2 separate regions of the Gossypium hirsutum genome follow, and region 2 is linked to region 1. A link is a contact called in public Hi-C data. All regions are on one chromosome and are shown on one strand. Each heading gives the region's core, a stretch centred on a gene start, on an enhancer-like site or on the middle of the called end of the contact. The rest is flanking DNA. Distances are from core to core; before and after follow the strand shown.

What was found. Hi-C and Micro-C count contacts between places; a contact is called where the count stands out from the background.
Region 2: a contact with region 1 is called in a Hi-C map of anther, with 4 times the contacts expected there. The contact joins the promoter of LOC107929673 here to the enhancer-like site in region 1. A contact is called at or near these places in 3 of 34 Hi-C or Micro-C datasets (anther and leaf).

Annotation. Positions count from the first base shown.
Region 1 is chrA08:106,137,772-106,140,598 of Gossypium_hirsutum_v2.1, forward strand. It overlaps the pseudogene LOC121204491. Among protein-coding and RNA genes, the nearest start is that of LOC121204492, 6.9 kb to the right of the region's middle. Within about 2 kb of position 1,305, at least 8 of the 9 cell types and tissues checked have an H3K27ac peak or open chromatin away from gene starts, as enhancers often do. A contact at or near this core is called in leaf, where this site is marked.
Region 2 is chrA08:106,464,856-106,467,929 of Gossypium_hirsutum_v2.1, forward strand. It overlaps LOC107929673 (cationic amino acid transporter 9, chloroplastic), which reads right to left and starts at 1,442. Exons shown (of 8, transcript XM_016861165.2): 1 at 1,102-1,442; 2 at 595-1,007; 3 at 190-366; 4 at 1-33. The coding sequence starts at 1,345.

The DNA of each region.
Region 1 (2,827 bases), core at 55-2,554:
ACTTAAGCTATTTATCACTATTTAACAAATTTTGCACCTTTTACAATTTAATCTTTTTTAATTAATTAACTATCAAAACATTAAAATTTTCTAACGAAACTTTAATACTAACTCAATAACACTCCATAAATATTTCGAGGTCTCGATACCTCGTTTTTGACCCGATTTCCTAATAATTTCCTTTCAAATCACAAAATTCACTAATTTAAAAATATTTTTAATGCCACACTTGGCTCCTTTATTTTAATTTATTAAACTTTCAATTCACTTGTCAGATTTAGTGATCTCGAATCACTGTTTTCGACACCACTGAAAATTAGGCTGTTACAATGTTTTAGTCACTTACGTTAACTTGTTGTAATATTTTAGTTATTGAACCGTTAATTATCGTTAACGCTGTAATCGTAAGCTGATGTGTCAAGTTAAATCATCATTTCAAAAAAAAATTTAGGTTAAATTATACAATTGATCCCCATATTTTTTTTGAGCAATTTAATTTTTTCTTTTATGTTCTTTTAACTTCTTCTTTTTTTCTTTATTTTCCATTCTCTTTTGCTTCTCCGTCTCTTTGATTGATTTTCCCAATTTAAATTGTTTAAAAAAAGTATGAGGCTATTTTTAACAAATGAAAAACATAGAAAAATTACATTAAAAAAATAAAAAAGGGAGGAAAACAGAGGGAGATAGAGAAGAGAACAAAAAAAAAGTTAAAAAATATAAAAGAAAAAAATAAATTGCTCAAAACAAAAAAATATAGTGACCAATTGTATGATTTAACCTAAAATTTTTGTTTAGAATAATAATTTAACGTGTTACATCAACTTACTATTACACTGTCAATAAAAATCAACATTCAATGACTAAAATATTGTAACACAGTTATATAAGTGATTAAAATATAATATTTTAAATATAAATAATTAAAATATAACTTAAAGCATTTTAGAGTTAACCCGTTAAGAATTTAGTGATGACTACGAAAACCAAACAAACGGAAATTTTACCTACCTAAATATTATTATTTTATGGAATTTTCTTATTTGTTCTCTACTGGGTTATATTTGGGCCGGGCGTTATAGCATTTAAAACATGCTTTCCACCTAAGACTCGCTGAACCTGGATTGCAGCCACGTGGATCGGCGCCGTTGAAACTTTTTAGCTTTCCTTCCACGCTTTCCCTTTTTTTGAAATCGGCCGCCAAATCTAAAACCCGGAAACTCCTTCCAATTTCACAAAACAACAAATCTGATGAAAACAGCTTCTTGAATTACGAACAGAGGCTTAAAGCCGCGGCCAAAATCGTCCTCGCGTACGATGAACGCGCCGGAGACGATACGGTGGATTGTGTAGAGTTTGGAGTCACCGCGACGCTAAAACCTCACCAAGTCGACGGAGTGTCTTGGCTTGTTAGGAGATATGTTCTTGGCGTCAACGTCGTTCTTGGTAGCTCCTTTTTTGTCTTTTTAGTTCTGAAATCATTACCATTGAAAAATTTAGCTTCTAACATGTAAGTTTTTTTTTCTATTTCTTGAATTCATATTGCAGGGGATGAGGTTTGTTCCTTTTTCAAAATTGAATTAAAATTTGTAAATATAGCGGTAATTCTCCCACTAAACTTTTGTATATAATAATTTCCGTAATTTGACAATGGTTGACAGATGGGATTGGGGAAGACTCTTCAAGCTATTTCCTTCTTGAGCTATTTGAAGGTCCATCAGAAGTCACCAGGGCCATTTTGTGAGTTGGAACTTTTGGTTTGATTTTAAGAATTTTGAGGTGGCTGGGCTTATATATATATATATATATACCTTGATTTCTCATTGTTGTCAAAATTATATTGTAGTGGTGCTTTGTCCCTTAAGTGTAACAGACGGCTGGGTGTCAGAGATAGTTAAATTTACGCCTAAATTAGAAGTTCTTAGGTATGTCGGTGACAAAGAACACCGGCGAAGTCTACTTAAGACTATATATGAGCACGTGAAAGAGAAGTCATCATCAAATGTGAGTTTCTTGCTATGTGTTTGCATTATGTTTGAAATCTGTCCGCCAAAGTAGTTGTTTTGTTCTGGTACTGAGTGTATTGAAACATCAGTTGTCTCTTACCAACTTGTTTGAGGAAGCTTCCCGTATGTTGTAGGTTCCATCCTTACCCTTTGATGTGCTCTTAACAACATATGACATAGCATTGATCGATCAAGATTTTCTCTCTCAAATACCCTGGCATTATGCTGTAATAGATGAAGCTCAAAGGCTTAAAAATCCTTCCAGCGTATGGTTAAGATAGCAAGATATATCTTTTAATGTTCTTCTTCATATTTCTTTTATGGTATTGTAGTTTATATATTAATTTCTAAGTAAGTTTGATATAATTGCTTAAATAAGACATTCTAATTTGTAGATCTTGACAGGTACTGTATAATGTCCTTAACGATAGGTTTATTATGCCAAGACGGTTGTTGATGACTGGTACTCCTATTCAGAACAATCTCACTGAACTCTGGGCTTTGATGCACTTTTGTATGCCCTCGGTGTTTGGAACCCTAAACCAGTTTCTTTCTTTATTCGAAGAAGCTGGAGATATTTCATCAGGTTGTCTTTGGTATTTACTATATTGGTTGTTTAACTTTAGGCCTCATCTGAATCTACGTTTTGTCCTTTCAGAGCATGGTGTATATCTTTGAATCAAGGGTTTGATATTCTTGCTTCCCTCAGTTCAAAACTCTGGCATTTTTTTTCATGGATTGAAATCTATTCTTATATCTGCTTCTTTCTTGAAATTAAGCATTTATGACTTTTGAGGACCTTTTTATTACATAATGCCTATTGC
Region 2 (3,074 bases), core at 192-2,691, 330 kb after region 1:
CAGACTTCCCAAAATTCCGATTGGCAAATCACGCTGAAATATCAAAATTAAAACAGAGAAGATATAAAGAATGAAACTACAAATAACATGCAGACACTATAAAACAATACAATACAAGATAAAGCATAGTAACATAAATTACAATACTTTGAATGACAAGACATTGAGTTGCTTTCAAAATAAGATTACCTGAGGTCTCTTTGATTCTTCAGCAGAATTAGCAACCGCGTCAAATCCAACATATGCAAAGAATACTACGGTTGCTCCCGTAAATATATGTTTAACACCATTGGGAGCAAAAGGAGACCAATTATCTACATCAACTTTGAAAGATCCAACAATAATGACAAAAATAACGATGACAACCTGCAACACAGTTAATGCGGAAATCAGTTACAATCACTCCCATTTCACTTTTTTCCTCCCCCTCTGTTTCTTCCTTTCACCAAAGGCCAAATGTTAACTTTTAATTATTCACAAATCTTGTTGATTTTTGTATCCGAGTACAATCTTTGTCCTTTTTTACTCTCAGAAAAAGGAAAAACGGGTATAATCAGAATATAGAAAACAAACGAAGTCCTGAAAGGAGGGTACCTTGGCTGCAGTCATGAAAGAATTAACAGCAGAAGATTCTCCAACACCAAGACAGAGGATAACAGTCAACACGGCAAGAAGAATCGGAGCCAGGATATTGATAGACAAAGTTCCTCCAAAGAATTCTTGACCACCATGACCAACCCAGGGAGGTATGTTTCCTTTCAAAGCAGGGATGAGCTCGAAAATGGTAGCCACGTAGCTAGCTAAGCTACGGGCAATACTAGCTGCTCCGATATGATAATCCAACATTAATTGCATGAATACAAGGAAAGCCGTAATTTCATTGAAGGCCGTGTACGCGTACAAGTACGCGCCTCCGACTACGGCGGGAAACCGTGAAGCTAACTCCGCGTAGCACAACGCGTTCAACACACACGATGCTCCCGCGAGTATGAAACTAATAGTCACTCCTGCAAAAACAGATTCAGAAAATCGCAACAAAATCTAAAGCAGAAACGATATCTGCGATCCAATAGAACCAAAAAGTAAAGAATTGGAGCGGACCTGGACCGGCATCACGAGCGACGGTTCCGGTGACAACGAATATGCCGGCACCGATAGAGGCGCCGACGCCGAGTAGGATGAGATCGAAGACGCCGAGACGGCGGATAAGGCCATCGCTAGAATTGTTAGTGGAGGAGGATGACTTGAGGGTCTTGGCTCTAAGAGCTGAAGAGCAAAAGTGAGAGAAACAAGTAGATGAGGAGGTGGCGTCTTTGTGACGGCTATCATCCATGGTTGAGGCCATAAAGGTGCGAAAGAAGGATGCCAGTAGTTTGTGTCACGCTGGCATTCATCTTATTTATAGTGTCTGAAAATTCAACGGGGTTAGGTATGGATATAGCGGCTCGAAATTAGCCATACATTTTTGCTCATATATTTCTTCTCGGAAAACAATCAAGATATTCCCCCTTTTTTTAAAAATCGGAATCTTTTTTTCTTTCTTTTTCTTTCCATTTTCTTAATTAACAAAAAACGAAAATCACTGCAGGATATCGTTAAAAATAATTAGTTTAAGAATAAGGGAGTTAATATTTTATTTAATTTTTAATAAACTTATTTGGTGTTACAAGTCATCGGACATTAATTTAATTAGAAAATTTATAAAAATATCATTTCATAATTAAAATAAGTTATATTATTTAATTGTATTTTAGTCTTTATATTATAATAAAAATCAATAAATATATGTCTATAATAAGATTTGAACTCGTACTAATTGAATTAGTAAAATATTCAATTTATCATTCAATCAAAGTTACATTTTAATATATTTTATCCATTTTTATTTTAATATCCACAATTTATCATCTCCACCAATTGTATATATTAACAATGTTATTAATTGTGTTGGTGTTAAAAGTCAACTCAATACTAATTCACAATTGATGACAAAATCATGATAAATAATTGTAATGCATTTAGTATTATGATTAAATTTTGTTTTCTATATTTATGTATTTAAATTTCGTTTTACTCATAATTTAATATAAATTTTTATTTCAATATCATATATATTTTATGTATAATTATAATTAATCAATTTTAAACTATATGTTTTATTGCTTATTATATATAAATACGTATATATTTTAAATATATTATTTTCACACGCATTTATATGTGATAAAATTTCTAGAAAAATAATGCTCCACTGGTTTAATATGGTGATATTCTTTTTCACTAAATTAAGATAGGAATCCTATTCGTAAGTTTTGTTTTCAGAAAACAAATATTATGAGACGGTTGAACCATGTAAATCAGATAAACACTATTTTAATTATTTATTAGGAATCAAATATAGTTTATATAATTTAAAACAAACAATAAATTATTTCTTTTATTAAAAATTTTATTCATTTTATCAATAAATGATAATGTAGTTAATGAAGCAATAAGTAAAACAACACGTGACATGCCACATATTTTCATATTGATGTAATATTTCGCCATATCAATAAATATTTAAAAGTAAAATATATATATATAGATAAATTTTTAAACAATTATTTGACAACTCATGTCCATGTGATTTTTTAAATAATTATAAAATTATAAAAAATATTAAGAATATATTAGAAAAATATTCAAAATAAATCTGACAAACAATTGTCCAGGTTTATTAGAGTAGTTTCTTAAATAATTTGTATAATTATTATAAAGTATAAGTTTTCATTATTTTTAATAATTTTAATAATTTCTTATATTATTGATAATTTTTTACATATTTTTAATAATTTTTATATTTATTTGTTTAGGTTCATCATAGATGTAGTTTTTTTTAAACAATTATAAAAAGTTTGTTTACTTTTAGTATTTCTTGTAATTTTTTTTAAATGTTGCTATGTCAACATTTAATTGTATAATTGGATGAATTTTTAATAAAATGATCAATTTATTGATTTATTTAACGTGCAGAGACTAATTTATCTACGTTTTAAGTGAAAAGTACAAAATACATTAATCTCATTATAAAT